2 separate regions of the Mus musculus genome follow, and region 2 is linked to region 1. The links are chromatin contacts, called in public Hi-C maps. All regions are on one chromosome and are shown on one strand. The core of a region is the stretch at or near the end of the contact, and the rest is flanking DNA. Distances in the headings are between cores, read along the strand shown. Region 1 overlaps Atp2c1 (ATPase, Ca++-sequestering). Region 2 overlaps Col6a5 (collagen, type VI, alpha 5).

Evidence for each region. A called contact is a pair of places that touch in the nucleus more often than the background predicts.
Region 2: a contact with region 1 is called in a Hi-C map of uterus, with 3 times the contacts expected there. The contact joins two enhancer-like sites. A contact is called at or near these places in 8 of 484 Hi-C or Micro-C datasets (the 3T3-L1 cell line, the C10 cell line, CD8 T cells and 5 more), 4 of 115 datasets of contacts at active chromatin or transcription factors (embryonic stem cells, forebrain and large pre-B cells) and 1 of 9 other capture datasets (embryonic stem cells).

Annotation. Positions count from the first base shown.
Region 1 is chr9:105,487,681-105,490,380 of GRCm38.p6, forward strand. The region is part of intron 1 of Atp2c1 (ATPase, Ca++-sequestering); the gene reads right to left. Among named protein-coding and RNA genes, the nearest start is that of Gm40564, 7.0 kb to the right of the region's middle. Within about 2 kb of position 1,356, at least 15 of the 459 cell types and tissues checked have an H3K27ac peak or open chromatin away from gene starts, as enhancers often do. A contact at or near this core is called in uterus, where this site is marked.
Region 2 is chr9:105,870,476-105,873,222 of GRCm38.p6, forward strand. The region is part of intron 37 of Col6a5 (collagen, type VI, alpha 5); the gene reads right to left. Among named protein-coding and RNA genes, the nearest start is that of Col6a6, 44 kb to the left of the region's middle. Within about 2 kb of position 1,371, at least 8 of the 459 cell types and tissues checked have an H3K27ac peak or open chromatin away from gene starts, as enhancers often do. A contact at or near this core is called in uterus, where this site is marked.

The DNA.
Region 1 (2,700 bases), core at 106-2,605:
ACTAAAACGTCAGTGACCAAAATTTCCCTAGCTCTTTCTTTCAGCTAAGTTAAAGAAACTCTGCATTCGCTTTGCAGCTTTTGGCCCTGGGGCACCTGGACACACCTGAGCCTGCCTAACCTGACAAACCCAAGTGCAGTGACCACCTCTTTATGAAGGAGGAAAGCATGGCTCAGATGCAATTGTCTTGCCTTTGCTTAGAACCGTGTTTCTCAATAGGTACCATCACTGGGGGGCTAAATAACACCTTATGGGAAGGAGGTGAGAGAGGGGCTAACATGTGTACAGGACAATGTTTATCAGCATCACTGGTGTCTACCAACTCGATGCCACAAGCCTACTGCAGCAGTGACAACCAATAACGTCTCTAGGCACAGTCAAATGATCTCTGGGATGTGCAATCACCCCCAGATGAGAGAAGCCGAGTGAGAGCTAACATTTCATTCAGTCAGTAACACATATGTGCCAGACCCTGCTCAGACTGAGTAAGAGACACTGGACAGTCTCTACCGACAAGAATTTACTTTCAGCCTTCTTACAAATCTTCTAACAGAACTGGTGTTTGATTTAAAACCTCTCTCCATACACAGTCCTGTAAGACTCATTTAAAAACAGAAAACAAAAACAAACAAACCAACCAATCAGCAATGGTTACATCTTTTTCTGGGGTAGAAAGGACACTAGAGTTCCCACAGGATCATAGGCTCTAGAGTCACAAGCCAGATATCAACTCTGGATAACAGCAGCCCTCACAAGCATTAAGAAAAAAACATAGAAGAGATTACTTACCGTGCCTTTACAAAGTGCACCACGTGCTATTTCTGGCATTCAAGACATGAAAGGCTTTTGCCTCCTCTGGGAGAAATGTAGCAATGACATTTCACAGAATAAGGAAATTCGGACTCTCAAAGGCCTGGGCCAAATATGTCTACGCCCACCAACATAAAAACTCAGATGAAAAACAAATACTCTACTAAAGACACCCAGCAACAGCCAAGCAGTGCCTACTAGAAACACTGTGGGGGAGGACTAGACGGGCACAACAAAGCATGTATGAATGAAATGACAACAGCAAAGGCTGAGTCTGGGGGCTCCAAGGGAAAGGTCACAGGATGAGAGGAGATCCAGAACCCGTTTTAAGTTATTACCTTTGCCTAACACATTAGTGCAAGGTGCCCTAGGAAAGCCTGATCCTTCCTGATTGCATGCTGCGGGGATCTGACCCAGGGTCTTGCCCGGGGCCAAAGGCAATGAGCTGCTGAAGACGGCACCGACAGTGTTCAGAACCGTCCCATGTCCCACTTCAACTGTCCTGTTTTTCTGTGAAGGGCTGAGCAGGCAGGCCTTCGGCTAACATCTGCTGCAGTCCAATCCTCTGCGAGTAAATAAAAGTAATGTTTTACAAGGATGCTGCCAAGCCTTTCTAAGAGCGTCCTGTTAGATTACTGCATGAATCCTGGGAGCAGAGACAACACGACTTTAGGTCAGCACATTTACAAAATGACTACATGTCAAAACCAAAGGCTTCACTTAAGCAATTATAATTAACAGGTATATTACAGAAGCCCAACTCCTAAACGCTCTAATGCCTGTAGCAGACAAAGAAAGCAAGCAGAAACAAATTAAGGGCCAGTTACAGCCACTCTGAAAAGATGTTCCTGACCCGTTCAATCACTGTCCAAATCTCTAACCTTTTCACATTTCAAACTTTTTCTAAATGCATCACAAGTTTGGTCCAAGGGAGCCTAATTCAACATAACCTGAAAAATCTACTTATCTACTAAGCTAACAATAACTCTTGCAACAAAGACAACGGACAGTAACAAATGCATATAAGTTAATAAGTGAATATAAACTCTGGCCATTAAAAGTCATAAAGACTGTACCAACTTAGCCTGCAATGTTAGAAAGCCTTTTTCTTGTGTGAAACTATGGCACTGGCCTGGGAGCGCACTAACCAGCTTTACTTTTTACCACGTGACCTCAGAAAAAGCACAAAGAGCTTTGCCGTAACAGAAGCCTTTAAATAAATACGAAGACACTATCTTTAGCAAGGTAAACTCTGAGTTAACGGTAAGCTATCTATCACCACCACCCCAGACAAGGTTTCTCTGTGTAGCCTTGGCTATTTGGCTGTCTTGGGACTTCTTCTGTAGACTAGACTGGCCTGGACCTCATAGAGATCCGACCACCTCTGCCTCCCAAGTACTGGAATTGAAGGTGTGAACCACCAACGCGCTGGACAAGAAGCTATCTTTTCATCTGCAACAAAGGGGCAATTTCAATTCACCCCAACTTATTCTACTACCAAGACATGGTACTCTTGCCATCTTTAAAACAAAAGTCAACTTGCAAAACACATATTGGTTAAGTAAAATCTCCAAAGCTTTGGGCCTCATGAGTATGTTCCCCAGACAACTATTTTGTTTCATAATGTTTCAATTAACAAAACTAGATTCTGTTGCCGTTAATTGCTAAGACTATTAAGACAATCCAGGGCTCAGGAAATGTTTTAGTTCATGAAATACCTGTTTCATAAGCAGAAGAACCCGAGGTCAGATCCCAGCAAGCACATAAAATCTTGGTACAGTGACAGACATGTCTGTAACCCCAGCTGGGGATAGACAAATAGAGACAGGTGGGTCTCTGCAGTTCACTGGCCAACGTGCCTGGCTAAATCTGTGTCTCCAGGTTCAGTGA
Region 2 (2,747 bases), core at 121-2,620, 380 kb after region 1:
AGACAGTGTTTCTTGGTGTAGCGCTGGCTATCCTAGAACTTGATCTGTAGACCAGGCTGGCCTCAAACTCAGAGATCTGTCAGAGATCTCCCAAGTGCTGGGATTAAAAGGGATGTGCCATTACTTCACATCTTAGTCATGGGTTTGTTATTTTTTATAAGCTATGAGGCTAATATATGTATTGAGTTCTATTCATGTGAATAATTTCTGACGTCCTTCTTTTTAAAAAATGTGTGTGTGTGTTCCTGTGTGCATGTCTATGTACCACATGCATGCCTGGTGCTCAAAGAGGCCAGAAGAAGGTATAAGATCCCTTGTAACAGGATGATTATGAATCAACATGTGATTCTGAGAACAAACCCCAAGTCCTCTGACAAGTCGGCCAGCGAGCTCTTAACCACTGAGCCAGCCCTTAGAGGTCCATGTCGCTGGTATTGTTCAAGTTCAACATTTTCCCAACATTCGAAAGCACTGGCGATGCTTTCTGTTTCTGCTTTCTGATACTAAACCAAGTATTCCATCCACTTCAGGCCTTGGGGTCAGATCTCCACATATCTTCTCTCATCAAAATATCCTTTTAGCATGAGACTGGGGTTGCCACTGCTCCCAATTCACACCTAAGCAGACCTAAGCTTGGAGACGTTCGGTGATTTAGCCAAGAAACGAAAGCCTAGAAGTAGAGACAGAATCTATACCAAATCTGTCCCAATGGCTGACTCCTTCAGAAGGAGGAGTCGTCAAACATCAGGGTAGGGAAGAAATAGTGAAGTACACACTAACCAGGGCGAGAAAGGCTCAGGGACCTGATGAGAAGAAAGTCGTCTTCAGTCTATTGGCATTCTCTCTGACAGAGGCCATGAGGGAATATTTTCTTCTAAAAGTATGTCATGACATAAATAAAATCGGCCTTCCTTTTCCTCCAGTAGGCATTGCAGAGCGGTGGTTATGGACAGGTCTTAGGAGCTGGAGTCTTATTTCTGCCTGTTTTTAATTCAGTGACCCCGGCTCTTCTCCATCACTCCATTCCTCTCTACAAAGTGCCATGCTAATACACAACAATTCCATGAGGTTTTTGAGGAAAAAAATGGAATAGTTTGCAAAGCTCACAACAAATTAAAGTGTTCACAAATTTAATCTTTATAAGTAAACAAGAAGAAAACTCCTAGGGCTACGAAAGTCCTCCCTGCAATGGTAAATTCTTCAGAACTTCGATAAGAAAAGAAAATGCAGCCTGTTGGCCTAACTTACAGACGCACTCACACGAGCCCCAGAAGTGACGAGCCCACTGTGTTCTCGCAGGCATATCTGCAGAGGACTTGGCAGCACTTTATGCGCCTCTCCATCTCACACCCGCAGCCCGGGCCTCTCCTCCCCTCTGTCTGGTGAGGTCACTGGCCAGGGTCCCAGGGCTGGGCCGGGAAAGCAGGGGAGGCAGGCACAGCTTGTGCACACCACTGTATGCCATTAACATGTCATGCGGAAACAGAAACCCTTACACGCCCCGTGTTTTTCTGGGAGAACCTCTTCTCGTTTAAGTAGACAAAACTTGAAAACAGGTTTCATTCTTTTCCCTGAGGATAGGCCCAATGGTCTTCTTGGCCTTGATTTTTCTAGGTGGTTCTCAGATCGTCAGAACATCACTTCCGAACCATTCTGTGCTCAGAAACAAGAGTCGGCAGAAAAGGCCTGCCTCCTGGGGAGAAGCCCTGCCTCCTTCGAGAATCTCTGCACCCAAAACACCTGCAGACACGTGCCCTCCGGTTTTAAATGAAGTCACTCTGTGCTTTATGTTTCTAGGTGGGTTTATTATAAGCAAGCTTTAAAAATTAAATTGGAAAAAATTTTAAACACCAGAACTATATCGCCAAAATTATTTGAAAATAACTCTCCAAAATAATGATGCAATTTATGTTGTTTTCAGATTTGGTAAATGAATGTACTTCACCATTTATAAGTGACCACGGAGCCACCACCAACCACAGTCAGGTCGACGGTGCAGGTGACCAGAGGTTGATGCAATGCAGAACATGAGCTGACTGACATTCCAGGGATGGCTCGGAAGCCAACTCTGCCATCCAATGCACATTTACGTTAAAGTGCATGTATGTGCAAGTTGAATATGGAGCAGCAAAAGTCAGAATCAAATGACATGTTTAAGAAGAGGTCCATAGCTAAATATATCCATTTGTTGGAGGGGCATTATGAGAGTGTTTAGAAAAATCAGGATGGAGTTTATAGCAATTTGGACAATGTTAGACATGATACCGTGTGAAAAAATAGAACATGCAGTTGAATAAAGCCAGGGAGACAAAGGACGCATTCAACACTTAAAAAAAAGGTGTTTGATAAATGCTTTTGAAGGTTTATGTTCAAATTTTTATTATCACTTTATGGTTCCTTTGAGTTTTGTTTTTGTTTTTGTTTTTTTTTAATTAAGATCCTGGAGTAATGATGGGGCAGCAATGGGCAGATGGAGATGCTGCAGGCCTCCACTCACACCAGATGCCAGAATCCCTCTTCAGCTATTGCAAAAAACAAGTCTCCAGATACCGCAGTTACATTCTCAGACCCCACATGGTATAAGGAAAACTAGCTCTGGCCAAGTTGTCCTCTAACACTCTACATAGACAATGGTTATTGCAACACACACACACAGACACACACACACACACAGACACACAGACACACCACACAGACACACACATACACAGAGACACACACACAGACACACACACACATACACACAC